3 separate regions of the Mus musculus genome follow, and regions 2 and 3 are each linked to region 1. A link is a contact called in public Hi-C and HiChIP or PLAC-seq data. All regions are on one chromosome and are shown on one strand. Each heading gives the region's core, a stretch centred on a gene start, on an enhancer-like site or on the middle of the called end of the contact. The rest is flanking DNA. Distances are from core to core; before and after follow the strand shown.

What was found. A called contact is a pair of places that touch in the nucleus more often than the background predicts. HiChIP or PLAC-seq counts read pairs in DNA pulled down with a chosen protein or histone mark.
Region 2: a contact with region 1 is called in an H3K4me3 HiChIP or PLAC-seq map of bone marrow-derived macrophages, with 3 times the contacts expected there. The contact joins the enhancer-like site here to the promoter of Degs1 in region 1. A contact is called at or near these places in 4 of 39 promoter capture datasets (the 3T3-L1 cell line, the C10 cell line, embryonic stem cells and 1 more), 2 of 15 datasets of contacts at CTCF or cohesin (the NIH/3T3 cell line and large pre-B cells), 36 of 484 Hi-C or Micro-C datasets (3T3-L1-derived adipocytes, the AML12 cell line, the C10 cell line and 31 more), 11 of 115 datasets of contacts at active chromatin or transcription factors (the 230-238 cell line, the HPC-7 cell line, the SCID.adh cell line and 6 more) and 3 of 9 other capture datasets (adipose tissue, liver and pancreatic islet).
Region 3: a contact with region 1 is called in a Hi-C map of liver, with 1.7 times the contacts expected there. The contact joins the enhancer-like site here to the promoter of Degs1 in region 1. A contact is called at or near these places in 16 of 39 promoter capture datasets (the 3T3-L1 cell line, 3T3-L1-derived adipocytes, the C10 cell line and 11 more), 1 of 15 datasets of contacts at CTCF or cohesin (CD8 T cells), 13 of 484 Hi-C or Micro-C datasets (the 3T3-L1 cell line, the C10 cell line, CD8 T cells and 6 more), 12 of 115 datasets of contacts at active chromatin or transcription factors (CD8 T cells, the HPC-7 cell line, the SCID.adh cell line and 6 more) and 3 of 9 other capture datasets (adipose tissue, liver and pancreatic islet).

What each region holds. Positions count from the first base shown.
Region 1 is chr1:182,281,166-182,284,191 of GRCm38.p6, reverse strand. Degs1 (delta(4)-desaturase, sphingolipid 1) reads left to right here and starts at 1,391. Exons shown (of 3, transcript NM_007853.5): 1 at 1,391-1,570. The coding sequence starts at 1,489.
Region 2 is chr1:182,324,617-182,327,642 of GRCm38.p6, reverse strand. It overlaps Fbxo28 (F-box protein 28), which reads left to right. Exons shown (of 5, transcript NM_175127.2): 3 at 1,251-1,389. Among named protein-coding and RNA genes, the nearest start is that of Fbxo28, 15 kb to the left of the region's middle. Within about 2 kb of position 1,607, at least 17 of the 459 cell types and tissues checked have an H3K27ac peak or open chromatin away from gene starts, as enhancers often do. A contact at or near this core is called in bone marrow-derived dendritic cells and bone marrow-derived macrophages, where this site is marked.
Region 3 is chr1:182,248,319-182,251,344 of GRCm38.p6, reverse strand. No RefSeq gene overlaps it. Among named protein-coding and RNA genes, the nearest start is that of Gm33887, 8.0 kb to the left of the region's middle. Within about 2 kb of position 1,609, at least 13 of the 459 cell types and tissues checked have an H3K27ac peak or open chromatin away from gene starts, as enhancers often do. A contact at or near this core is called in extraembryonic endoderm stem cells and liver, where this site is marked.

The DNA of each region.
Region 1 (3,026 bases), core at 142-2,641:
GGCTAGAGAGATGGTTCCGTATTTGAAGAGTTCCTACTGCTCTTGCAGAGTTCAGTTTCCAGCACCCATGGAAGGTGGGGTGTCTTTCAACGGCATGTAACTCAGCTCCAAGGGATCTGACACCCTTTTCTGGCCTCTGAAAGCAACTGCACCCAGATAGATAGATCTTTAAATAACATCACATCATTTTAACCCTTCAGAATAAATAAGACTGATACATCACAGCTGGCTAGTTTATCCTTTAAGTCCCTGTTAATTTGTTGGTTTTTTTTTTCTCCTTTATTAGAGAACACAAAATTCCCATATCGTTTCCTACAGTGAGATCTTGCTGATGGTATCCCATAGTTTAGCAGATTCCTCTGTAGTTTGTAGTTTTCTATACATGAGCAGTTGTACTTCCAAGACTTGTCAGACTTGGATGTCTGTCTCTCTGTGTCCCCACCTCTCCCGTTGTGGTATGCATGTGCAGTGGTGTGTGTCTGTGTCTGATTTATACTCATGACCACTTGGCTTCTTTAGGAAAGTCATCTGGTCTGCTAATCCCTAATCCTGTAATCTTAATCTTAATTAGCAGTTCCTTTCACTTCCAGGCTCCACGGAGAAGCCAGGGCTCTTAGTCCATCCACCTGCTCGGCCCGTGCTCCAACTCTGTGCCACACCTCTAATCCCTAAACCTCGTAAGTGAAGAAATGATAGGCATTTTGAAATCAAATCTCCCCTGCCTCCCACAGGAAGTTGCGGGTGATCACTTCTGTGACACGGGAAGATGCATGATTGAGCAACCATTAGTGTAGGGAAACATCAGAACCACCAACTCCACCCCATCTCTCCCTTCCCTTTTCTTTACTGCATTGTTCAGACAAGTCTGAAATTCCACTGGGAGGCAAGGGCAGGCCCACCGGCTGGAGGATAACCTAGGCTAGGTAGTGAGAACCTACTTCAAGAAACAAAAGCAAACATATGGGGCGGGAGGGGTGAGGAGGGGCGAAGACGGGAGAGAGGGGAGAGAAAAGCAAAGAGAAAAAAAAAACTTTTTTAAAAATTAGATTTTAGTTGCCACACACTCCAAATCTCTGGAGGTTTTAGTTCCAGAAGGCAACCAAACAGGGCTCGACAGATAATTTGCTATTAAAAGTTAAGCGAAATATGGGCTCGTTGCCACTTAATCAAAGCCAGTGATCTTCCGAACTCAAGGAGAGGTAGCCACCCCATGTACTCCACCCACTGAGGCGCTAAAGCGAGAGCCTTATCCAGCCGCAAATCTTTCCTTCTCTTTTCACCTTTTCCCAGGCTTCGTGAGCCTACAAGGTTCTTGGCTGCCGACCCAGGTCCCGCCCATCGCCTCCCACGAGGGGCGTGGTCATTGCGGGGCGTGGCCTGAGGCCCCGCCTCTGCCCGCGTCCCCGCGGCTTATCGACTAGAGCCGGGCCTCGAGCTGCCGCCGTCCGGACACGAGCCGGAGGCAGAGCGGGTCCACAGGCCGCAGCCATGGGTAGCCGCGTGTCCCGAGAGGAGTTCGAATGGGTCTACACGGACCAGCCCCACGCCGCCCGGCGCAAGGAGATCTTAGGTGAAGACTGGACCCCGTTATGTGCGCGTGGCCGCGTGCGGGCCCTGAGCGGCCTCCCGTGCGCGCCGTGCGAGCGCGGCCTCCGCGGCCCCTTCCAGCCGCTCCGCTGCTTGGCCGCCGGCGCGGGCTCCGGGCGGGCGGGAGAACCGAGGGATGAGGGATCAGCGCGCCGCCGCTCGCTGCTAGCCCTTCGATGGTCATGTGTTGGAGGCCTCCGCCGGCCTGTGAGCTGAGGGTCCCCAGGTAGGGCGATCCGGACTCGCCCCTCCTGCTCCGACAGTCGAGGGTGACCCCCGCTCCTGGTGGAGCGGTAGGCTCGAGCCCGGACGCCTGCTTGGCTCAGGGCGTGGTCCAGGGGCATCCCCGGCCCCGGGAGCCTCAATCACGTGGTCCAGTCAGCTGCAGGCCTAGCGGGGGACCAGGTTCGGGTGACCCTAGGCTTCCCAGACCGGATGGCTCCTGTGAGTTTTTATTCCAGTGATCTGCGGGACCGGCTGCATAGGAAAGGCGCGCAGCTTAGCCTCCCGGACCTTAGGACAGGCTAGGCCTGATTTAGGAGAGTATGGGGGGCGGAGGGGGGGTTTCCACGTGAGATAGAGAGGTCTCTTATCCCACGTAGGCTGCTCTTAAGAATAAGGACAAATTGTTGGGTATGAGCTTTGCATATATGAACCAGTTCAATTTTTCCTTTCCAGTACTTTGCCTGAGCCGGCATTTTAAAAGATGAAGTAATGTTTAAGAAGATTCCAACATCTTCATAATTAGACTGCAGCCAAAGAGTCTGCCTTTTTTCTTTTCTTGGTGCTAGATATAGAAAGTTGTTTTAGTTTGTTTGTTTTGATTTAATTGAGAGAATCAATGAAAGGCCTTTTAATATGAGGAACTGCCTCATATCCACCATTTTCACACTCTTTCTTAAAAATATTTGCCTAATGGGGGAGGGGGCGGCGAGGCCCTGGTTTCTGCAGTAGTTGCTAAACTTAGACATTACTTGTTTCGCAAATCAGAGTGACTAGCTGCCGTTCAAATGGACTTTATTTTTCTAGTGGAATTCACGTTCAGGGGATCCCTGGTGCTAGTAAGTTCTCTACCATTGAGCTGCACCCCTGACTTCTGACCTGGAACTTAAATTGAGTGAGCCTCAGTCATTATCACCAGCTGTGCTGTCAGGTGCTTTGGGCTCTGGGGTTTCCGTATAGTCATTGCCTCTGCCTCATTACGGTGATAAATGTCTGCTGCTCCAGGGAGGGAGGGAGGCCTTTGGCTGCTGGCTTATCGGTGCTCACCGGTGCTTTTGGGTGTGTGGGGAGGGGGGAAGGGGGAGGTGTCTGGTGAAATCATGCCAGAGGGGTTTGAAGGAAAAAAGCTGATCCCCCTCATGTCAGCCTGGAAGCTGGGGGGCAAATGGAAACGTCCTTTGGGGCCTGCTTTCAGTGCACACCTCCTCCTATGCCTT
Region 2 (3,026 bases), core at 358-2,857, 43 kb before region 1:
GTTGCCCTGCTAGAACCTAGCAGCCACATGTAGCTCACAACCTTCTGTAACTCTAGTTCCAGGGGATCCAGCACTTCTTCTGACCTCTGTGGGTATCAGGCACCCGCATGGTGCACATAAATACGTGCATATAAAACATTCATACCCATAAAATTAAATGCTTTTGTAAAAGACAAGATGAACAAATAAAGATAGCCAAATTAAAAGTTAAACAGACATTACGTTAAAGCAATTTGCCCTAAGTATGTTTTCAAGAGAAATTAAAATGTGTATGCATACAAACACTTGAAAGCAAGAACTATTTATCCCTCAGTGGAACACTTGACTAGCATGTCCACCTGACATGGTCTCCAGCAGAGCCAAAACACACACTGCACAGATGTTCTTGGATCTTTATTCATAATCAAATGTAGGAAGGACCCAGATGTGTAAAGGGATGACGCCTGTGTATAAGGGGATGCTATTCAGCAGTGACAGGTCAATGCTAGAGCAGAGTGAACTGTGAGCTGTAGCAAGTATGAAAGCCAGGCACAAAGGGCTGCCCGGCACGGTCCTGTTTACTCCAGTGTTCAAAGTAAAGGCACTATAGAATACACAGAAGGACACAGGAGTTGCCAGATGGGCACCTGATGAGTCCAGGCTTCCTTTTCATGGTGATGAAGGTGTGCTGAGTTTAGAGAATGGTGATGGTTGTGCCCCTCTAAATACAGTCTGCTCTGCGTAACTGCATACTAAATAGGGTGTGACGTTGCTACAGTGTATGCACAGCGGCCTCCTAAATAAACATACTGACTTACTGGACCTAGCATAGCCAACAAAAGAAATCTAATGTTCCTGTGTGTGTGTGTCTGTGTGTGTGTGTGTCTGTGTGTGTGTGTGTCTGTGTGTGTGTGTCTGTGTGTGTGTGTGTCTGTGTGTGTGTGTGTCTGTGTGTGTGTGTCTGTGTGTGTGTGTCTGTGTGTGTGTGTGTGGGGGGGTTCAAACCTAGGGCCTCACAGACCCTGGGCAAGTGATCTACCACTGAGCTACACTGCCAGCTTTATCTGTGTCTTCAAAGTGATTTTCTTTTCTACAGATGTCTTGTTGGCAATGGTTCTTGTTAAAGAAACCTGAGCATTACAATTCTGACCTAGTTCCAAATGTCTCAATTAGCATGTTGAAGTTCATCTGTTTATGCTGCTCAGATTAGCTAACAGTTTACCCTTTACTACTGCTTTCATGGTTGCCAGTGACTTTTATTGTTATTTTAGGAGAGAGTCAGAAAGAAGAAACCATTCTTTAGCTCGTCATGCAGACATCCTTGCCGCTGTGGAAACGAGGTTGTCACTGTTGAATATGACCTTCATGAAGTATGTGGATTCCAACCTCTGTTGCTTCATCCCAGGAAAGGTAACCATTGCTGCAGACCCAGCAAGCTGGGCTGCCCAGGAGAGACCAAGTCTCACAAACATTTAAGCGGTGTTTGTGATGTCAGAATTACTTAACCTAAAGGACTTTTTATTGGTGGCTATGTTTAGCTTTTCTGTGCAGTTATTAATATGTATCATTCATGTGATCCCAACATTTAAAATTCTAATTATAGAATGCCAGAAGGAAGTGAAAGTCTTGGTAAGGGTTCATAGTTAAGAAAACATTTTGACCTTTACAGTCAAAATACCAGAATTAGTGCCCTGAGCAAGACATGCTGTGTTGCCTTCAAGATTGTTGCAGTCTGGGGGAAGGTAGGGTGGAGGGTATGCTGGGTTTGATTTTTGTTTGAGAAGTGTTTTGTAATGGTGAGCTTAGAAGTTTTCAAATTTGACCATGTATACTTGTTTTGTGGCGATACACCAGAGCTAAGGAGTCGTCCCCTTTACCGCACTAAGTGTGACACTTAGTAAGTAAGCAGATCCCTCTCCCCCGCCATACTACAACGACCTGAAACTGCTGGAAGCGTCCGTCCTCATTGTTGAATTAAGTGTAGATTCAAGTGACATAGAGAAGCAGTAGAAATGGATTTAAAGATCATTTTGCTTCTCGATAGACACTGGCAAAAGTGCTTTCAGTGCTTGGAACTTATTAATGCCTAATGAGGTTATTTCCATAAACACTTACAGAGGCAATACTGTGTGCATTCTCAATTTGCAATAACATCTTTCTTGGTGGCTTATAATTTTATTTCAAATCTTCCTTGTTATCTCTTTACTTCTTTTTATGACCTACAAATGCCTCTGTAAGCTACTGTAAGATAGCCTCAGGTTCAGATGAATACACCAGATCTTATCTTGTGTGCAGCCCTTAACTCTTTGCGTGCAGCCCAAGGTCCTTTGAGCCTGTGTGCTTGTCCTCCCCAGTAGACAGCCACTCAGGTCTCAGTTTTAGTAATAGAAGCATCTGAGACCCAGCTTCCAGTTTCCTCCCATCAGAGATCGTGCAGCCAGCTGTAACAGAGGGCTCTGTGGCTGCATTGGGTGCCTGCAAAGATGAGGCTTGTGTATGTGGTCTTTGCAATTGTTGCCAGCGTTGGTGTGGGTTCACATGGCTGAAGCAGATGTGTGCGGCCTGAGTGAGCAACTGCAGTGAAGTCCACTTGAGTTCCGCTCCTTTTGGAAACGACTTGTTGGCTCCTCAGTACCAAACCAGTAGGCACTAGTGAACACATCTTCAGGTCTGCAGATGCTCTGAGTCCTCAGCACTGCTAGGCAGCCCTCCTTGACTGGGCCTTCGTTTGTCCGCAGTAGAGCTCACCAGAGAGCGCCTTTCTGTGACCTTCACCTCAGAACATGGACTTCTTCTGTCCCCTCTCTTGCCATTGCTGGACTGTGCTGCGTTTAGGAAGCACACGCTCATTGTCAGAGCACCTTCATATGTGTTTCCTTCCTTGCTTCCCACAGCCACGAATGCTCATGGGCCATTCCTGTTCTGACTCATGGGCAAGAAACCAGAGGCCTAACCTGACTCCACCCGCTGCTTACTTCCAGCCTTCCTCACTACAGGCCCATTGCTGCACAAGGGGTTTTGCTTCCAGCAAATAAGTGCTTGACTGG
Region 3 (3,026 bases), core at 360-2,859, 33 kb after region 1:
TGCATAAATCCATACTCTACTTCTCAGGGTGGGCCTGAGTTTAAATACCCTTTGCAGGGAGGAATGTCTGGGAAGGGAAGCTTATTGTTAAGCCCTCAAGTCCTCTAGGTACCTCATGAGCATGGAGAACTCTGTTTTGAGCCTACGTGACCATAGAACAGGTTTCTTTTATGATGTGAGAAGCATGGCATGTGTTCAGGAGTCAGGAGTCTGGCAGGGAGCTGGGAGTCACCTGAGCCTCAGGTGTGTGTCCAAAGAGTCTCCAGGTCTCGACCTGCTCTACCTTACCAAACTTCCTGGCATGGTTTTATGTCTCGCAGGACATTGAAACTTAGGAGGTTCTCACAGCAGTGCGACAAACACCTGCATTCCAGCAGAGATTGTGAAAACAGAGGACTGACATCTGGGGCACCTCTGGGTGATGAGTAATGGGCAGGCAGCCAGAGGCACTAAAGACTTCTACCCTGACGCTGAGAGCAAAGAGGAACAGCTGTGTAGGCAAAGCAGGAGGAGGCTCTTGGAGGCCAGATGGCTATCCATCTTGTTAATCACTGTGATCTTCAAAGATTGATGGCTATGATGCATGCTGGGCCTTCTACCTTCTCATCTACTCCCTGGTAGCCATTTGCCTTGGGACTCTCCCTACCCCTCGGGGACAAGAGTAGGAGTTGACTCACATTGTCCCACATTGTCAAAGAAGCATCCAGAAGGAGATAAGTACCCAGATCATCTTACTTCTTAAATCTTTGAAGTTATGTTAAGAATGCAGATCTCCCCCTCCCCCCCAGGAGACTAGTCTCTTTAGTGGGTAGATGTAGTTGGACATGCCGGATTATCACTTCATATTTGCCTAAGACATTGCCTCGCCAAGACAGCATGAATGTTATTCTTGGTGCTCAGAGAGAAAAGATGGAAGTGAGGATGGCAAGCTTAAACAGCACTCTTCACTGTCAAGAAGCCTAAAACTCCAATACTAATGTAGCTGTGGGGTTTTTTTGTTTGTTTGTTTTGTTTTGTTTTGTTTTGTTTTGTTTTGTTTTGTTTAATTTCTCCCACACCTCAATGCTAAAGATTGAGGCCAGGAGCTTATACCTGACAAGCCCTTCACCACTGAGACACACGTCTGGCCTTTTAATTTTATGTTTAAAGTACTTTTCAAAATCAGATGAGGAATTATCAGGTGACCTCCTCCATAGGCTACAGTGTTTGAATACAAGATAACCAGCTCGAGGTCGACAGAGGCAAGCAGCACCTACAGTAGGGTTTTCTATGCAGAAGCCATCTGTCCTGGGCATGTCACACCAACCAGACACCACTTACTGCCCTAGTGGCAAGGTCCTCTCTTAGGCAAAAGGGAAACACGAAACTGGGCAGAAGACTTGGTACTAGCTCACCATCCGTGTCAGCAATGTTTAGCACAAAAAGTGCAGCAGAAAACTGGAGCCTGTGACCATGAGAGCATGGCAGGTGTAATGCCAGGTATTTCTGAACACGGGAGCTGATCTTTTTCACCAGCAAAGGTGCAGACAGCCACGGATTAGAGTTCAGGCTACAGAAGGTCACCTTGAACAACCCCAATTGTCCTCTTTGATGAAATATGAACACTGTCAACTGTCCTACTACGGGTTGGGGGCATTACGTAAGAGAAGGGATGGGTGTCTAGTTGTACACGGGGACTACTTTAAAATGTCCGTCTTCCTTTCTGTTTGCAGGAGTGCTGGCAACATGCCCTGTGTCATTCACTGACCCATTTTCTGATCAGTAGCTTTTCAATTTGCACCAAATTAGAGTGGATAGAAAACAAGAAACAGCCTGAGCAACCAGGACACACCGTGCGGTAGATAAGCTACGCTCCCAGAGAGCTTGAATCTGGTCCAACACACCGTTGTAAGAAAGGCCTTTGTTTTCTTTCTCTTTCAATCTTTCTTTCTTTCTTTTTTTTTTTTTTTTTTTTTTTTTTTTTTGTTGTTGTTAAATCGCTTTTAATCTTTAGCACTAGGTTGTGTTCGAAGCCTGCTGATAACAAGCACAGAGCTGTTCACATTTGTTAACTGTTTAAAGTCCCTGGCCGCTACTTCTGATTTCCCTTCCATCCTTAAACATTCGTGTCTCCTGATGCTGGCTTTCTGGCTTTCAGTCTTAGACTGGCCTCCCTCTTCTCCTGGGGTTCAGATGCACCCCCTCCTTGTGTCCTTTGCTCACTGCTGTCTCGCTCCACTGAAGCGTCTGTGAAGTCCTCAGTGTCTGTAAGCATCTGTGAAGTCCTCAGGAAGAGGAACTGGATTTGTTATCCTTCATAGCCTCTCTTCTCTTTCGTGTGCACTTTCCCATTTAATTATGCGAGAAGAACTCGAAAACTTTCATGGAATGAAGTGGAATAATGATTTAGAAAACAAAACCAAGCAAGCAAAAAAGGCAGTCAGACCTGTGTCAGAGCCAGAATCAAGTATAGTCAATGCCATAAATAAAAAGAGAGAGAGAGATTAAATATGTCACAAACCAAACCCTTCAAAAGCATAGGGACTCCACAAAGACAGAGAGCACTGGGAAGGACTGAGTTCAGGAGAACTGAACAGCAGATGGTGATAAATGAATATAGCACATTGAAAATAAGAGTGGAATGGCCTGTCCACTGCCACACTGTGTGGCAGGCAAAAGATACCCGGAGGCCCAATGGCTGTGTGACCTACCCACAGCGGGAGCCACTCTAATGTGTAAGTATGTGTTGGAGAGATGGGCTAGGAAGAGAAACAGAACGGTTTGAGCGCTTCAAAGAGAGGTGGATCTGAAGACTTGAGAGTAGAGAGGAATAGTCTGACATGAGTAGCCTGCTCTGCCACCTGAAACCAGGGTAAAGTCCTGGCCTGTGCTGCCACTGAAGGCCACATCTGGACCTGTAACCATGCAGCAGCAGGGTCTATGCTGATGTCTATGACCTATGTCACCATCAAAGGCCATGTAGACGCCCCTGGTCTGGGCTGCTTCCTGGGACCGTGTTGATGTCCAAGGGCTGCACAGAGATAGCC